2 separate regions of the Sus scrofa genome follow, and region 1 is linked to region 2. Evidence: chromatin contacts called from public HiChIP or PLAC-seq data. All regions are on one chromosome and are shown on one strand. The core of a region is the stretch at or near the end of the contact, and the rest is flanking DNA. Distances in the headings are between cores, read along the strand shown. Region 1 holds the start of PDK4 (pyruvate dehydrogenase kinase 4). Region 2 overlaps ASB4 (ankyrin repeat and SOCS box protein 4).

Evidence for each region. HiChIP or PLAC-seq counts read pairs in DNA pulled down with a chosen protein or histone mark.
Region 1: an H3K27ac HiChIP or PLAC-seq map of skeletal muscle shows a contact between it and region 2. The contact joins the promoter of PDK4 here to the enhancer-like site in region 2. A contact is called at or near these places in 1 of 5 promoter capture datasets (liver), 16 of 47 Hi-C or Micro-C datasets (alveolar macrophages, fetal heart ventricle, heart right ventricle and 7 more) and 1 of 2 datasets of contacts at active chromatin or transcription factors (skeletal muscle).

The regions. Positions count from the first base shown.
Region 1 is chr9:75,258,868-75,261,761 of Sscrofa11.1, reverse strand. It overlaps PDK4 (pyruvate dehydrogenase kinase 4), which reads left to right and starts at 1,628. Exons shown (of 11, transcript NM_001159306.1): 1 at 1,628-1,967. The coding sequence starts at 1,853. The region is part of intron 3 of ASB4 (ankyrin repeat and SOCS box protein 4); the gene reads right to left. All of the region lies in intron 2 of LOC106504960 (a long non-coding RNA gene), which reads right to left.
Region 2 is chr9:75,215,074-75,218,001 of Sscrofa11.1, reverse strand. The region is part of intron 3 of ASB4 (ankyrin repeat and SOCS box protein 4); the gene reads right to left. LOC106504960 (a long non-coding RNA gene) reads right to left here. Exons shown (of 3, transcript XR_002347047.1): 1 at 1,565-2,928; 2 at 1-1,413. Among named protein-coding and RNA genes, the nearest start is that of PDK4, 44 kb to the left of the region's middle. Within about 2 kb of position 1,666, at least 18 of the 83 cell types and tissues checked have an H3K27ac peak or open chromatin away from gene starts, as enhancers often do. A contact at or near this core is called in liver, omental adipose tissue, retroperitoneal adipose tissue and 1 more, where this site is marked.

The sequences.
Region 1 (2,894 bases), core at 379-2,878, 44 kb before region 2:
TAGCTTGGGAACCTCCATATGCCACGAGAGCAGCCCAAGAAAATGGCAAAAAGACAAAAAAAAGACAAAAAAAAAAAAAAAAAAAAAAGATCAGGTGTTCCAATTGTGGTATAAGCGACAACTGTGGTTCGTATTCAGTCCCTTGCCTGGGAACCTCCATATGCTGCAGGTGTGACCATTAAAAAAAAAAAAAAAAAGAATGAAATAATAACACTTGCAGCAACATAGATGGACCTAGAGACTATCATATTAAGTGAAGTAAACCAAAGACAAATATCTTATATAACTTATATGTGGAGTCTAAAATATATATAAATGAATTTATTGACAAAACATGATAGATCCACAGATATAGAAAACAAACTTATGGTTATAAAAGGGGAAACGGGGGAAGAGGGATAAATTAGGTGGTTGGGATTAACATACACACTATTATGCGTAAAATACATAACCAACAAGGATCTACTATATAGCACAGGGAACTATAATCAGTATTTTGCAATAACCTAGAAGGGAAAAGAATCTGAAACAGCACACACACATCCCTGAATCACTGTGCTGACACCTGAAACTAACACAACATTGTAAAATCAACTATACATCAATTGGAAAGGCAATGTGGAATTTTCCCCAAATTTTTGCAACTGTTTAAGCCTGGGTAGCAACAAAGAGAGTAAGCAATCCGAAAGATATACCAGACATGGTTCCAAACCTGATCTCTTTCAGGGAGAGGGACAAAATAAGAACATAAATAGCTACAACTAATGTCATAAGTGACAAAAGCCATATTCGGAAGAAGGAGCGGGGAGAGGCAATTAGGAAGATATCTTGCAGCATAGAGTTTGTGCTGGACATTTACGGGTGGGAAAGAATGTCTTCGGCAAAGGTTTGGATTAAGTACATTTCACACAGGAAGAAAGAGGGAGCAAATTCTCTGATGGGAGGGGAAAAAAGTGAGTCAAACTGACGAATTAATCCCTTTTTAATTTTGTTTTTAATTAACTGTTAAACCTAATGGAGAGAATGTATTACTGGGAATAAACAAATTAATGTTTTGTCACCACAAGAAAGTAAACGTACTTTGGGCTGCGCCTCAAGTCTGCAAAAGGAACTTCCAGTTCCTTACAACGTGTACTATCCAGGAATGGAATATTTTCGCTGTCCAACAGCAGAGAATCCCATACTTTTAGACACAGCTGATTAGCTACTGTAAAAGCCGCGCTCTTAGCAACGACCAATGAGATTCTGGAGCCCAGATTCTTGGAAATAGTTTCTGGCCAAGAATGCGTGACACTGTCACAGCTTCTCACTGGTAAACAAGGACAAGCTTGGGCCGCCCCGCCCCCACTGCCCCGCCCACGCTATCCGGAGTCCTCCTCCAAACTGCGGATCTTAATTCTATTCACCTCCTGAGGTCGACTTCCTCCCACCCCTTTATCCCTTACAGCCTCCAGCACAAAGCCTCCGCGTCCGTGGGGCGGGGCCCAAAGTTCTTTATCGGAGCTGAGTGGCCTGGACCTAAGTTCAGGAAGCTTCTCCTAGTCCCAGTGACTCCTCCCCTTTGGAGTTGGGGGGGGGGGCGGCGTGCAGGGGAACAAATAAAACCTTGGGAGGCGCGGGTGGTGACAGGACACCAATCTGAGTCTCAGGCTACCTACTGCTCCTACGACTCAGTGCCTCATTCCTCCACCAAGAAGCACCCCGGAACCTCAGCCTAGGTCTGGGAGCACCACCCCACCTGTTCTCTCCGCAGGGACGTGCCCCTCCCGCGCCCTACAAGGTCCTAGGTCCTGCTTCTGGCAGCCTTCACCCCTCCAACCAGCCTCAGCTCCAGTCTGGAACAGGCATCAGGATGAAAGCGGCTCGCTTTGTGATGCGCAGCGCTGGCTCCCTGGTTCCCCGAGAGGTCGAGCATTTCTCGCGCTACAGCCCATCCCCGCTGTCCATAAAGCAGCTGCTGGACTTCGGTGAGTGGGGACATAAGGCCCAGCTTGGGGTGCAGGGACTTGGAAGCTGCCTTAAACTTTCAGACCTTGTGTAGGGAGGGCTGGGTCCATTACATAAAACACCTGGGGTATACTTTCCTATTAAACCCTGGAACCTCAACACTAGTACACTTTGCCTTTTGTTAGATTTGCTTTCTTTCTGACAGTGCCTGCAGGCCAAGGCCACTTGCAGCCTGACATGCTGGATGGTTTGAGCTCATCTTTTTCTCTTACTGTACAAAATTTTCAGTCAAAATACTTTTTGCTTTCAGTCACCATTTAACAACTTTATACCCTTCTTCAGGGCATACTACATCTTGAAGAAGATTCCTAATATTATAAACTAGCCTCAGATTAATTGAGATTTTTAGCCTTGAGCCACCCTTCATCCCTCCACAGGGTTCATCTCGCTGCATTCCTAACAAATTTGTCTCTTTACCATCCATATATTTGCATTACTGCTGCAAATATTTACAAACTTTCTGCAGAAATCTCATAAAGAAAATTTCAAGGATTTAAATGTGGTATTATTTATCGCCAGTCTGGAAACATCAGGATTCCCACCCCTCCCCTTATCCCCTCACTCCAGTTTCATCTAAGACTATATAAATGATGTCTCCTTGACATCATCATTTGATTGAATCCTGCACTCTTTTATGAATACTAAGATTCATATTGGGGGGTATTATGAAAAGAGAATCTTTGTCAAAAAGAAAAAATAATATTTGTCATATTTGGTCACTTTTTAAGAAAGAAAAAGACAAAAGATAATAAAGAAGATGCTTACTCTTGAATTACCTATAAGTAGTAACCCAACTGAGAGTGAAATATAATTTTGTAATATATTTATGTGTGTGCTCAATATTGGATAGTTAATACTACTCAAATATATAATTTATACATTTTCCC
Region 2 (2,928 bases), core at 417-2,916:
AGTACAGTTTAGCAAATTCATTCATCGCATAAGCGGGTATCCAACTAAAAAATGAGATTCCAGGCTCGACTGCCTGCTGGTACCCCCTCCCCAGTCTCTACAGATAATTCTCTTGGGGCAGCCCATTGGCTTATTTTAGAAGGAGCACTCTCCAAGAGTAGAAGATATGGAACTCTTTCTGAAGCTCAGCACTTTTCTCAGATGAGATTAACGAGTAGGGAGTGATAACTGGGGCAGAAAATGAATTTGCCTCTTAATAAATCCTAATCATCTATGTGTCCTCTAATTATCATCTATTTGCCCCCCACTTTGTAACCAAGTTGCCAGTCCTGAGACAATAAGAAAAGTCCCATTCAGTAGCTAATCAGATAGGCCTTGTACGTAACTCCACACAATTCTGAAGGATAGCTATTGTTACGATTAGGAAAGTGAAGCTCAAAAAATGATCAGTGTTATACTGTGAGGGCAAGAGAATTTCCATCACCTCACACCATGCCTGGTGCATAACAGGGCTCGATAAATATTTACTGAATAAATAATGTGAACAAACAGCCCAAGGTCATACTTAGGAAATGGAAAAACAGCATTCAAACTCAACGCATCTTGACCATCAATATCTCCCTAAAGTGTCATCCTCGCACTAACGCTGATTATAGCCACAGCCCAGTTCATAACAGTTCCCTCAGTCTGACTCAGACATATCTTTCAGTGAATTATCTCATTTCTCTCCCCATATGGGAATCTAGCCCCATGAGGGTTCCATCCACATACATGTGAAGCCAATTAGCAGGTCCTGAGCACAGAATGAGCTTATCTTGCCTGGGCTTGGCTTTCTATATTTTGCAGATGCATATGGTTGGTAAAATCACTCCATGGAAGAATCTTTAACTTTCACACAGATCATTCTCCCCTGAGCTTTTCTATTTTCAGTTGCTTAATAAGCAACAGGGATCTGTGTGACATTTATCGTCTCTTAATTACTGTGGATTCTCTCTCAACTTCAGTGCTATAAAGACTGATGAGTTACTTATAGGGACTTTAAAATTATTGGATGGGTGGATGGATAGGTGAATAAATGAATGGATAGATGGATGAATTGGGTGAATGCCTACATTTCAGATAATTGACACCATGTAAATGTATCATGGTTAATCTCAATTCCATAAACCAAAAAAGCAGTTGAATCTTAGAAACTTAGAGAACTATGCAAATAGTTTTCAAACAGGAAGCGATGCCCTATACAAATATAGGGATATATTAAAAGCTTACTTTAAAATATCTATTTATTTACTTACTTACTTACTTATTGGCTGCTCCTGCAGCATACAGAAGTTCCTGGGCCAGTGATCAAACCTGCACCACAGCAGTGAAAACACCTGCTGATCCTTAACCCACTCAGCCACCAGGGAACTCCTAAAATATTTATTTAAAAATATTACTATAAAGGAAGAAATATTTTAAAATATTAGGTTATAGAGATGAGCCAAATGAAGACATGGAAGTTTAGGAAGACCTCAAGGAAGTGTTCCTCTGAGAGAAGGTAAAGGTTTTCTCACCACTTTACCTGCACTTACTGAATTTTAAGCAATCCTTGTGTTCTTTGCCAAAGCTCCAGCAGAGGGCTAACTTGGGAGGGCAGCAACTCAAACTCTGCTTGTACCTGTATGAAATGGGAAAGGTTGATGGCTATTTTTCATAGCCTGAGGCTGAGATGCCAAAGCATGAAAGTAGAAGGAACACATTTGCATTTGGCTTTGGATAGTGTGATTACAGTTGTCCAAAGATATATAGTGGTTTCTGATAATCATTTAAACACTAACCAAGAGGTTGAACAGTGCAGAAAAATAGTCTGTAGGCTTGGTTTGGAAGGCTAGGGGAGCAGGGAGGAGCGGTGGCCACCCAGCACCTCACAGTGTCCCCTGCTGAGGCGGGAGAGAGGCCCTGGTCTCTGTTCTTGGCATCAATCTGACTCTCTCATAAGTTTCTGGCAACCACCCAGAGAGAACAGTGTGTTCCCTGCTGAGTATATACAGGACTTCAAAAACATGTTTGTGTGTGTAGCCCAGTAGGGAGGGCCTGGATTAGTCACTCCTTGTTAACTCCTGCCCCTCCAGAGTGTCAAGAGGAAGACTGTAGTTAAGACCTGCTGCTCAAGTCCCCACAAGCTGGGCAGGTCCTTGGGTCCTGGCTGGTCACATTGCTGGTGTTTCTGAGATGCTCGAATAACGGGTGCAGAGATCAATTTTAGGGAACCTGAATGTTCCTACAGACCATGGTCCAAAAAATCTTCTGTGGCAAGGAGTAAATATCAACTAAGTGTCGGCTAACCTGCTATTATGGTCACAAAGGTCTCCTTTTGGATCCTTGCACCTGTTTTCCAGGGTTAGCTCTTCCGGCTCAGCATGATTACTCACCCTGTGGGAACTAAGATAACGCAGATTAGCTCCAGTCCTGGGTACTGACAGCCTGAAGGGGCTGATTCACTCCCTCTCCCTCACACTGCCTTTCCAGAAGAGCACAACCTGAGCAGAAGGAGAGATTAGTCAGCCTGACCCCAGGGGCCTCTCAGGGGGCTTTTGGAGTTTCCAGTAAACAGAAAAGGGGTTATCGGAATGACCTTAAGCTCCTGGGTCCTGTGGGAAGGCAACCCAGGTCCACCTGTCTTGGACTCTAATAGCAAACAGCTGCCAAAATATTGTGGAGTATCTTAAGGACAACCCAATGTAGATCACAAGATTTCATTCTTACAGACCTATTCCTGTAGACAAAATAGGTCCATTAAAAGGGGGGCACTGTAGAACTTTCTGAGGTCAAACTGTTAGAATTTCTTCATCTTCGAATATATCCAGCACTTTCCTAGTACTGTCTTGCACTATAGTTTTCTGAATGCACAGTCTTGTGCATTCACACACTGCCTGCTCTGCCTGC